Regions from separate parts of the Gossypium hirsutum genome. Here region 2 is linked to region 1. The links are chromatin contacts, called in public Hi-C maps. All regions are on one chromosome and are shown on one strand. Each heading gives the region's core, a stretch centred on a gene start, on an enhancer-like site or on the middle of the called end of the contact. The rest is flanking DNA. Distances are from core to core; before and after follow the strand shown. Region 1 holds the start of LOC107921226. Region 2 holds the start of LOC107922205 (plastid division protein PDV2).

Region 1 (5,978 bases), core at 2,069-4,568:
TCATATACTTATACATTTGTTGTACTTGATACAGGATCTGGTTTTGCATCAACCCAAATGTTCTTATTTGGTCAAATAGACATGCAAATTAAACTAGTGCCAGGGAACTCAGCAGGGATAGTGTTGGCCTACTATGTAAGCAATTTCCCCTTCATTTCAGTGTTTCTAATTTATTGTGTAATTCAATAAACCAAATTGCTTTGACATTGCAGTTGGCATCGGATCAACCTAATCGAGATGAGATAGATTTTGAGTTTCTTGGCAATGTGAGTGGCCAGCCATATATAGTGCAAACAAATATCTATGTTGATGGTTTCGACAACCGTGAAGAGAGGATTTATTTATGGTTTGATCCAACAGAGGACTTCCATACATATTCCATACTATGGAATCTTCATCAAATTGTGTAAGTTGGTTGTCCTTTAGAAGATAACACATATTTTTGTACTTTGTTTCATCAATCATCACCGATGATATTATGTTCATCTGTATTTCAGGTTTATGATAGATTCAATTCCTATTAGATTATATAGAAACCATGCAGACAAGGGAGTGGCATATCCTAGGTGGCAGCCAATGAGCATAAAAACCAGCCTATGGAATGGGGACAGCTGGGCGACACGCGGGGGATTAGACAAAATTGATTGGTCAAAGAGTCCTTTCATAGCTTCATTCAAGAATTACACCATTGATGCCTGTGTTTGGAAAGGAAATCCAAGGTTTTGTAGGGCAGATAGCTCAGCCAACTGGTGGAACAAACGCAGTTTTAGCACTCTAACCAGGGTACAGAAGAGATGGTTCAAATGGGTGAGGAAGTACCACATGGTTTATGATTATTGCCAAGATAACCAAAGATTCCAAAATAATCTTCCCAAGGAATGCTTCCTTCCCAAGTACTAATACAAAATGTAATAGATAGTTTTCAAATCGGTTCATTGGCTTTAATTGTTGCAGATTTTTCTTTCATGATACTTATACTCTAATGAACTGTTAGTATGTATAGAAACTTTTCCAGCCTCCAAGCCTAGGGCTTCAATGCTTAACATCATCTTTATCAGTAGATTGAAAGTAAGGTACTGGAACTTTTTATGCACTAGCTGTCCCCACTGGGCTGACAATGTTCAATATATTGGTCAAGTTTCTAGCCAGATTCCCTGCAGTAAATGCAACAAATCATTTAAATGGTAAAATGTCGATGAACAATTATCTTAATTCAACATTCGGCCTTTTCTTATGCATTCAGCAACGGGTAAAATGCAAATTCTTGGGCTTTTTCGCCCTTTGCAGGCATATCAACACCATGATATTTTACTAGGTAAACTACTTAATTAGTCACTGAATTTTTCTCGTGTTTCTATTTTCGTCACCGAATTATGAAAATTTTCAATTTGATCACTAAATTATCCGAATTCAATTTTTTTGTCATTATGTGATTAAGTCTGAAATGGTTGGACGATGTGATTGTTATAAACTATATGAATGGTCACCTAACTATGAAAATATTTTTATTTTGGTCACCCAACTATAAAAATTTTTCGATGTCACTAAAATTTTCGAAATTAGATTTTTTAATTACCATTCTATTAAGTTGATAATAGAAGTTTGACGTGAATTTTTTTTATTGACCTAATAACAAATTTTGCCATTCAATACTTATACGTTGTATTAGTTTAATATGAACTCTAAAGAAATAAATAAACATAGTCCTAAACATTACTAGTATTTGATAATAATTTCTTACTAGTTTTTTCAATGATTTTTTTATAATAGTAATATTTGAGTTTTTGACAAGGGAGTCAGTACCGCATTAGTGGACGCATTGTTTTCCTATTGGAATTGGTATGTATCGGTACTAGTTTACTTCGGTGTATCATTTTGAATTTATCAATATTTTTTAAAAAATATTTAATATATGTATATAAATATATTTACAAATATCAAATGGATGATACTAAATAAATTTTAAATATAAAATATTCATCAATTATATAAATGACTCAAATCTCAAAAAATAAAAAATATATCATTTAAATAAATCCAAAATTAATAATAAAAACCAATCATCAAATTTTAGAGATTTAATTGCTCTCTATTTATAAAAGAAGCTGAATGGCGAGTGGAGATTTTTTCTTTGATATCGGGTGAGCGGTTTTTATTGTTATATATTATTATCTATTAAATGTGAAAGTATGTCCATAATTTTTTTTTTAATTTTTACATTTCGATAAAGTCTTTTTTGATTGGTCACATCCCAATTAAATCTTTAACACGATAGTAAACAATTAAAAAATATATATTTTTATAATATATTTTTATATTATTTATGCATCGACTGGTGCATCATGTTTCAACTAGTGTGATCGGAATAGATTGAAAGAAGCTAGTGCAACTGATATGGACTAGAATTTTCATTGGCACAAAAAAGAGTGTTGGTTGTTTCGGTTTAGCATTGGAACGGTATGAACCGATTGATATGACCAGAACCGGTATGGAACCGACCACCATGGTTTTTGAGCATTAGAGAACCACTATTTTAACATAAAAAATTATATATAAAAAACTTTCCAATAATTTATGATCTTTTATCATCGAAAACTAAAAATCTTTGAAATTTTTAGTGTTAGATAAGCATCGTTTAGTCTAAAGTGTTAAAAAAATTTTATCGATAACTTAAGATCTTTCTGGTATAGGAGACTGGAAACTTTTAAATTTTCCTGCATTGAATAACACTGGCTAAGAGCATAAAAGAATAAGTAGAGAGAGAGAGAAAAAAAAAGCCAATAATTAGGATTAAATTGATAAATGTGGTAAATATTGAGGGTTAAATTTATTGATTTTTAGAATTAAGATTAAATTGATAGAAAATATAAATATTGAAGGGCTAAATTTATTATTAGACCAATAAAAAATTCACTTTAAACTTTCGTTATCAACTTAACGACATGATGACTAAATTAGAAAATTTTTATAGTTGGATAAACATTCTCATAATTGAGTGGCCATTCTTTTAGTTTATAACATCTTTTAGTTGTTTCAAACTTAACAGTAAAAATAAATTTGGATAGTTTAGTGATTAAATTGAAAAAATTTCATAGATTAATGACTAAAATAAAAAATAAAAAAAAGTTAATTAACTAATTAGAGAGTTTATCCTATTTTATACACCAAAAAGTTAAAGTTTTTAAAACCGAATGAAAGGAGCATCACAGTAAATAAATTAGAAGGGAGTTTAAGCCCAACCTGAAAAAGGCTTAGGGCTGGTCCATTTAATAAAAGTGGATAAAGCCCAAAACACTTCCCACTTCTTTGGTCATGTTTAAAGAGAACAAAAGTAACAGAAGCTCAAACTCTAGTTTACATAAACCCTATAGGCTGCCGACGGAGCAAGGAACCAGTTGTTTCTCAACGAAATATAGAGATGGGAAGCTCAAGCAAAGATCTTCTACGGTTTGAACACCATAAATCCTCTTCTTCACCCTTAGGTAACTAAGCTCCTATCTAAATTTATGCTAACTTTGTTTTCTAGCCATTGAAATTTCATTATCTGTGTGAGAGTGTTTGAGGGTTTTACATGTTCAACAGAATCCGCTCTACTTGTTTGTAAGAAAAAGGACTCGGAATCTCAAACTCATGAACCTGATCCTTCCAAGAAACCCCCCTTCACTCCTTTTCCTAAAAGCCAAGGTAAACTTTCTTCCATCTTTCTTTTTTTGAAGTAGTTATTTTGTACCATTTTTTATGCTAAACATATATATAGCTTTTAAAGAATCTGAAACTGATAGTATGTGATTTGGGAATGGAATCATGATCATTGTTTCGGGCTGTTAAAGAAAACTTTGAATTGTAGGCAGAATTATGAGAGGTCCAGCTTGTTTAGAGATAATTACGTGTTTCATTGGCATTAGAATATGGAAGCTTCTGCTTTGTGCTGAAATCTTCTTTTGAGTATTGCAGTTTTGGGGAAAGTGAAAGATTTCTTGGGAGTCATGGCAGAAGCTAATAAAAGGCTGGAGCTTGATGCAAAGGTTTTTTTTGGTCAATTTTGTCATCAGTGAACACTCTTTTTAATTTCTAACCTATGTTCTTGTTTATCATAATGTAGAATAATTCTCAAGCATATGATATTGAAGTACTCAATGGGAATGATTCTGAAGTCATTGAAATGGTAACATTAAAATTGAATCACTCTCTCTTGAATTGTGCTCATCGAATAGTATATGAGTTTGTTAATATGTTTTGGTTGCATATTGTAAAACAGGATTTGATGTTAGGTGTAGCTGATCTTCACACACCTCAAGCTCTGGCTGCTGCTGAATCTGCAATTGCTGGCAATCAGCCACCAATTATGGTAGCTGGCAACAGTAGTAGTAGCGAAACGGAATCAGATGATAGCAGTGATGAGGAAAGCGATGATGATGGTAATGATGATAAGGAAACATCTTGTCCAACCGAACATGAAACATCCAACACGGTCAAAGAGGATGCTGTCCGTGAAGCAACGGGGAAAAGTCGATCAAAGAAGCGGACGAGGATAGTTGAGCTCTCTTGAAAACAATATTTTTTGATTGGTCAAGAAGTAATGTAAAAATTTCTGAACCATCATATTCCGAAGAATCTCAAAAGACCTGTTGAAGTTTCCTGCTAGTGTTGTTGTCCTTGTATTAAATTTTGACCGCAAAGTGAATCATTGAGATGCAAGTTAAATTGGTGCCAACTTCCAGTTTTAAAGCAATCACCCTCAATTTCCAATGCTAAAATCAGTAGTGAACATCTGGTGCAGCATTTGTAGAATTCTCAGAAACCAGATTTAGTTGAACAAGTGAAATGGATGGAGATGTTTCAAATATCTTGAGACAATTAATTTGATAAAATTAACGTTAAACTAAACTCCAACTTTTTTATTCTTTGGGTGCATACGATATAGACGGTGATTTGTAAAAAAAAGGAATGATGTTTGTGCAACTTTCTATCCTCTCCACGGCAAATCTTCCTTGCTAAACTGCGTGCTTCGAGCCCAATAAGCTCAACTAAAGCATCAAGGCAATGGCCACTACATGTTACAACTTCCGTAAATAATTTACTGTAAAACGATTATAAATCATACATATCCATAGATAATATGTAGATTGTAGTTTGATGATGACAGTGACTAATTGTAAAGCCTGCTAAGACTACTATATTCACTTGGACTTTGATCACATTCACAAATTTATTGGCATATGCTGGATAAAATAGGCATCATTACTGTGAAATGTCCATACAATTTAGACATAAAAGGGAAGGGTATCAAAATAACAAAAAGATATAAAGTAAAAGCTGGAAGCACTCACCTGTACACTTCTACTGTTGGAAAGTGCATACAATACTTCCACCCTATAAATAAAAAATGACTAGAAAAGACAATAATAATTGAGTTTGGCGTGAATAACAATTGAACTAAATTATTATCATTTTCTGTATCAAGCATTGAGTATTTTTTTTCCCAAATTTGAAAAATAAAAGGTAAAATTATACCATCAGTCTTTATATTCTTCATAAAATTGACATTTAGCTTTTGTATTTTTATTTTAAAAAATTTAGTCATTTTAAATTTAGTTATTAACACTGTTTTTTTTTTATTTTGTTAAATCTGTTAATGCGACATTTTAAAGTAAAAACAATACTCACTTGTTAATTATGTAATTAAAAAAAATAATTTTATAATAAATCTGAATTTGATAAAATAATTTTAACAGTGTTAATAGTTAGACTTGGATTTTAAAATCTAAAATGTAAATAAAAAAATTTACAAAAATATAGAAATTTATAACATATATTAAGAAAAAAAATAAAATGCTGCAAATGCAAACTATTGATCACTGAGAAAAGGAAATAAGGTGCCATAAAAATGGTAATGAAGAGTCGGGTAAAGATGTTCATGCACAAACAAACAAATGTTTCCAATCAAACCATCCTATTTTCCACCGGTTGCATGAAGT
Region 2 (6,193 bases), core at 2,525-5,024, 130 kb before region 1:
CACAAAGTCCTCTAATCAACAGTTCCACGGTTAAACTCTGTGGTCTAAAATCTTTCCTACACATATCCCTGTATATCAACATAGCTGAATTGATATCTGCAGCTTTACAATATCCATTAATAAGATTCTCATAAGTAACACAAGTTGCCTTTATTCCATTCAATTCCATTTCTGTAAACAACTCTTCAGCTCTTATAATCTCTCCACTTTTACATAATCCATCAATCAAAGTATTAAAAGCCACAATATCGGGCTCTAATCCCTTAACTTTCATTTCCGCCCACAAGTACTCTGCTTCTCTCACCTTCCCTTCCTCACAAAAAGCTGCCATTAAAACACTGTAACTATAACTATTTGGAACACACCCTAAGCTCTCCATTACACACCAAACCTCTCTCACTTTCTCCAACAATCCTTCACGGTAAAAACAGAGCATCAAAGCGTTAAAAGTATGCACATTTGGCCGGACTTTTGAAACCCTTTTCACATCACTTTCAGTCTCACCATTACCTACTACAAAAACCTCTTTATAAACCTCATATCCCTTACTTGCTCCACAACATTTCGAAACCTCAGAAATCAAAGCATTACAAGTACAAACCTGAGGGCTAATCCTTCTAGACATTAACATTCTAACAATCTCAATAGACCCATCAAGCCGTTTCATTTGCAAACAAGATTTTACCAACAAATCGAACACAAACGGGGCAGAACCACACTGATTATAAGTTTTAACTAACAATTCAAATAGTTTGAAATGAGTGGGTTCATTATCGATACCTGGGGTCCGAATTGCAAGGCGGATGAGTTCCCGGGCACGGGTTTTGAGTCGAGCACGAGAGAGGATGTGAATTATGGTGGAATAGGAGGAGAGGTCGTGGTTACAGAGGGACTTGTGTTGGGTGAAGAGGAAGAAGCGGAGGGCAAGGTGGGGATTGTTTTTGAGTTGGAGGGTAATTTGGGAGAACTGGAAAGGGGTGAAACCGGATGGGAAGAGGGTGAGGACGGTGGACCAGCGAGACTTGGAGCGATTATGGGTGAGGATGGAGGTGACGGTGGAGATTGGGTCGGGTTGATCGGACGGCGGAGAAGTGGTGTCGGGGAAGGCGGAAGAGGAGAAGAAATACAAAGGAATAAGGGGTTCTTTTGAGGTTCTGGAAAGGACATGATGGGTTTTAAGAATTTGGGTAGCCATTGCAAATGTTTAATTGTGAACAATAGACCCACTACTTACTTTGAGCCCTTTTCAATGTTTCATGATGCAGAATTGGTTACTTTTCTTCGCTTCATTTCGACACTGGTGCAACATGGCCTAATTTCAGCTCTTTTTATTTTAGTGGTGCTTGTCCTGAAACTATAAACTTTGCAGCTCGTTGAGACGAGGATTTGATGTTATGGAAATGGACGGTTCAAAGGTGGAAGCAAAAAACATACTTCAATTTCCTGCATACCATCCATTGTTTTTTTTTCTTTGAGAGGGGAGGGAGGAGATGGTACATGCATATCTTCCATTGTTATCCCATTTCAATTTCACACACGCATAAATCAACCTCAATTTAGAACTATGAAAAACCACCCAAGTAAAACTTCATTGCAACTAATTTAGCAATAAAAGTAAAGTTATCAACACATTAGGAAGTGATATCAAATCAACCGCACCCATAATTTACATCTGGCTTGGAAACAATGGACTCAAATGGTATTTCAATCCTCTCTTTCACCAAGCATCGAGCTTCCCCATTCTCCATTACCAGAATTTTCCCAGGTGGACATGGATCACTGGAATTCTTCTCTTCAGTTGCACGTTGCTGACTTGTGCCAAAAACCTTGACACGGTTGCCTTTCCCGAGATTCGGCACAAAATTGGACAGGCTTAATATGTATATTACACCAACAAGTGGAAGCACCATCTTCACAGCTGAACCTATGATGTAGCTAAATCCTTTCCTCAAGCTTTTGGATTCATCTTGATGTTGTTTTGGGTTCTTTGCTTCATTTGTTGGGTCACTGATGGAAACCCCATTTGGGGAAGACTTGTATGTTGACTGTAAGTGTGACAATGAGCCATTATCCAAAACCAAGGATCGTGGGAGGCGACTTGGATATGGGGGAAGGAGGAGATCACTGTTGTTCTCCACTGTTTTACTAACAAAAGCAGAAGCCTCGAGAATCACTTCCATGTCCTTCCCTTGATATTCTTTGAGCTTCTCCAAGACCACCCTCCGGCTATAATCAATCTCAGCAAGGGCAACTTCCTTCTCATAACTCTGCTGATGTTGCAGATTCTAAACCATTCAAATGATAATGATAAATAATGGTGTTATTTTTCTTTAAAAAATGTTATCAACACAAACATCTATCTATTTCTACGCATAGCCTTTTTATGCACGCAAAGACATAACGAGCCAAGTTCAGTGAATTGGCATAGATCCAATATGTAAGTCAAAGAAAGGAAAAGACAACTAAGACTTTGAATTCTTGGAAGTTCAATTCTTCCTCAAGTAAATTCATATAGAAATAAGTTACTTTGCTCCTACTCCAGAAAAACAGCGAAAGAATGACCTCAATCATGTAACCATATGTTGTGAAAATGGGAAGTGCTAATTTTGGAAAATTAGAATGATTGGGAACATGGTGTAAATGAATTAATTCAATAGATACAGAAAGTAACATTTCCAAGTCAGCAAGTTTAGTTTTAGGGTTTTACTATAACAAGGCTATCTAAAAAAACTCACAAAACCAGAAAAGATAAATTAGTCTCTATAGACCATAAAACAGAACCGACATGAATGATACCTCGGTTCTACCAAAAATAAAAATAAAAACCCCACAAAGAATGTAGTGCAATCAGTAGGCAAAAGACCAGACCATTGGCACTAATCTATAAATAGGTAGAAGCGATAAAACCAAGATTAATCTCTGACCCAAAAAATGCAATACAAGCCTACCCGTATCTTCGACTACACAATTTCTAAACATTTCAAACAATCATCATTAACCATTTTTGACTTGTTCTTAAGTTCCATAGCATAAAAATTTGGAGTCGAAATTAGGATCCCACGGGTAATTTTCAATTTTTCCTTTAGTTTTATATATATTCACATGCATACATGTCTATAACAGAGTTACAAGAACGAAATAAAATCAGGGTCATTCAAGGGCCTAGGGTTTATAACATACGAACCCAATATCTAACAAAATGGGGAGGGAAAAGTTAAGATATTTGAGGTTAACAAACCTGTAAAGCAAGGAGCTGGGATTCAAGTGATTCAAGGGCATCTCGAATATCCAAAAGTCTCTCGGTAGTTTCTTCTGCTTCTTCTTCATCATCAGCTCCACCGAGAGTTTGATGGGGTTTGTCTCCATTCAAGCTAGCATTTTTATCAGTTTGTTTTCCTTCTTGGCTTTGCTTGTAGGGAGAAACAGGGTTTCCGGAGGTGGCTTTTGTGATGCAGTTGCTGATTTTCAATCTCAGCTCTGTAGCTCTTGCTAATGCTAACCCTACTCCCTCTTCTTCCATTTCTTTCCCTTCCTCACTCTCCCCCCTTTTTTTTCTCACCTGTTTTCCTGTTGCTAGTAGTAGTAAAATGAGTTGAATTTAAATCACAAATAAAAGGAAAAAGAAAAAAAAACTGAGAGGAAAATGGGCTTTGGTTGTTAAGAGACCAAAGGGGGTCTGAAAATGGAGGGAGAGAAGAATCTCATCTTTTCCATGCTTAGACCAGGGTCCTTTCATTTAATTTTTCTTTTTTCTTTTTTTCTGTTGGGGGGTGCAGCATAAGGCCAAGAAATTGGGCTAATAAACCCAAAGCCCCAAAAGCAATTTGGAAGAGCAAACAACTCTAGCCTCTACTTTGCAAAACAAGATTATGTGGGCTCTCTGCCTATGGCACCTATGGTTCCTATGCTGCCACCTGGGAGGTGGATGATAAACCTACTCGTTTTTTCATTTTTCCTTCTCTTCTCGAATAAAATGGTGTATTTTTAGATTAGGCTTCACATAATCTGGCCTATTCTTGTTTTCATTCATGGAAATGAATCAAGAGTCATTGATACTATTATGAAGTTTTTCAATGAAATCAGACTGTAAGCTGTTGTTTCACATTTCCTTTTCTTTAGCTGGAAAGATATTTGAATCTTGTCCACAAGCCTGAACATTCGAAGTTAAGAACACTTTATGAACCCATGTTTAGTTCCAATTTATCTATACGATTAATAGTTGACATATTTAAAGTTTGAGTTTGAATCCTATCATCTCCATCCCCTTCTCTTGTTCTATTTTAAAAAAAGAAGATGAAAACACTTGTATCTAATCATAAAAACTATGATGATGTTTTCAGTTGCAATATAATATTATACACAATCAATTCTCTAGCATTTAGGTGCATACAAGAACTTGAAACACAATTAGGAATGACAGCCAAATCACAACCTTGTGAATGGAGATTGTTTCTTCAGCTCATTTGATCCTCATTCTCTATTGCATAAACCAAACTGAACTGAAGATTGGAGCCAAGGGGGGGTTTGAGAAAGTTGCTGTTATGATTCATCTGTCATTCCAAAATCCCACCTTCTACACTCAATGCTTTTCCCAGATATCAAATCAGTGGAGTAATTCTTTTGAAAATAGATATCGAAATGCAAAGTTGTGGGAGATCCACTCAATGCTTTTCCCAGTTTTCCTCTTGCAACTCGGCTGAAGATTCTTCCTCACTGAATCAGGCATTAATTGCTCTACCATCTGCAACAAACCAGCTGGGCCAACATTTGAATCTTTTGCAAAATACTCCATAAGTTTTGGTAATAGAATTTTCTCTTCTTTGTTCACACTCCAATTTGCCTGGATGTACTCCATTTTTGCAACTTCCAGTTCCTGGAACACTCCCTTGGGTGTATATATACGTACCTAGAGTGTCATCATAAGTAAGTGATATAAATGGAATTAACATTTTACATACCCTGCAGCCATATAATATGAACTAATTCAGGGCAAACAGTGTACCGCAGGGTCCGAATAACTTCCTGAAGAAAGTGCAAAATACAGAAGAGGTTCCGGTGATTCGATTGTGTAAGCTCTTCGAGGATCTCTGGCCTTAAATTTGGTCTTTGAAGGAAACAAAAACCGAAGCCACTGCAAGCAGATGTTAGATGTCAGTTTCATCAGTGTCAACACAAACGAATAGTACCATTAAGTGGATAAAACTTTCAGGGAATGAATAGTACCTGTCCAGGACGAGGCAATCGGCATCCTAGAATAGAACTCTGTATTGTGTCTATGTTTATGGTCTCCCCCCCAACATCATAGGCAGCCTGGATCATACATAGGCTTGTGAATGCAATAGCAAACATCCATCCCATGATCATTGGTTAAACCAGAAAGAGTTTTGCTCACCTTGAGTAATAAGGACAATCTCTTCAGATTGTTTTTTGGAATGCCGTAAATCAGAAACGCCTGTAAGAACGAAATGTGTCGCATTTGCCCAAGGAACTTATTGGGAAAAGATATGAAAAAAAAAAGGATTGAATGTAAAGAAGATGAAACATTACATGCATCACCAGAGAATTGTGCACATTAATCCAGAAAGCTAGCTTCTCTTCATGTTTCATCCTTCTAACATCAACATCTTCTAGCTGGTAGACAAGTGACCTATAAAACACTAGATTTAGATTCTTACGTTAAAACTGACATGAGAAATAAAAATTGTCTATGGGATAGATAAAGAATTTCACCTATAATATTGGAGCTTATGTTCAATATCCTGTAACTTCTTACTATCTCTATGGATCCATTGGACCTTCACCATTGTGCAGTAAGGTCCACTGAAATCCTTAGGTTCCCCAATGCTGAAAGGGTTGTCAAAAGGTGAGTTGAAGGATGAAAATTTCCCACACTTTGGGCTCCACATATTAGTATCACCTTGACCTTCTGAAGTAACAACATCAACAAGGGATGAATGTGAAATAGGAGAAGGCAAGTAATCATGGTTTATCAAAGGTGGGTCTGCAAGTTCACAATATATGGCTGAAATGCTCTTAACCATCTCTTCAGAGAGCCAGTTTGATGTTTCAGTCACATGATCGTTAATACTGGTTCCTAAATGTTCTGCCAAGCTGAATCCATTTGAAGTATCCATCTGAGCTTGCTGGAAATCAAAACATCATAAGCATTGCTGTCAAAAGCCATTTAAAATGG

The links. A called contact is a pair of places that touch in the nucleus more often than the background predicts.
Region 2: a Hi-C map of leaf shows a contact between it and region 1, with 2.8 times the contacts expected there. The contact joins the promoter of LOC107922205 here to the promoter of LOC107921226 in region 1. A contact is called at or near these places in 7 of 34 Hi-C or Micro-C datasets (callus, hypocotyl and leaf).

The regions. Positions count from the first base shown.
Region 1 is chrD01:58,178,118-58,184,095 of Gossypium_hirsutum_v2.1, reverse strand. It overlaps LOC107921226, which reads left to right and starts at 3,318. Exons shown (of 5, transcript XM_016851104.2): 1 at 3,318-3,482; 2 at 3,583-3,684; 3 at 3,955-4,025; 4 at 4,103-4,165; 5 at 4,259-4,714. The coding sequence starts at 3,419. The coding sequence ends at 4,549. LOC107921857 (probable xyloglucan endotransglucosylase/hydrolase protein 10) reads left to right here. Exons shown (of 4, transcript XM_016851692.2): 2 at 35-135; 3 at 213-406; 4 at 498-1,060. The coding sequence ends at 900.
Region 2 is chrD01:58,309,911-58,316,103 of Gossypium_hirsutum_v2.1, reverse strand. LOC107922205 (plastid division protein PDV2) reads right to left here and starts at 3,774. Exons shown (of 2, transcript XM_016852099.2): 1 at 3,239-3,774; 2 at 1,564-2,285. The coding sequence starts at 3,520. The coding sequence ends at 1,650. LOC107921412 reads right to left here. Exons shown (of 12, transcript XM_016851266.2): 7 at 5,731-6,143; 8 at 5,548-5,647; 9 at 5,393-5,452; 10 at 5,224-5,310; 11 at 5,003-5,131; 12 at 4,311-4,906. The coding sequence ends at 4,604. It overlaps LOC107922204 (pentatricopeptide repeat-containing protein At2g15980), which reads right to left and starts at 1,528. Exons shown (of 3, transcript XR_001691201.2): 1 at 1-1,528.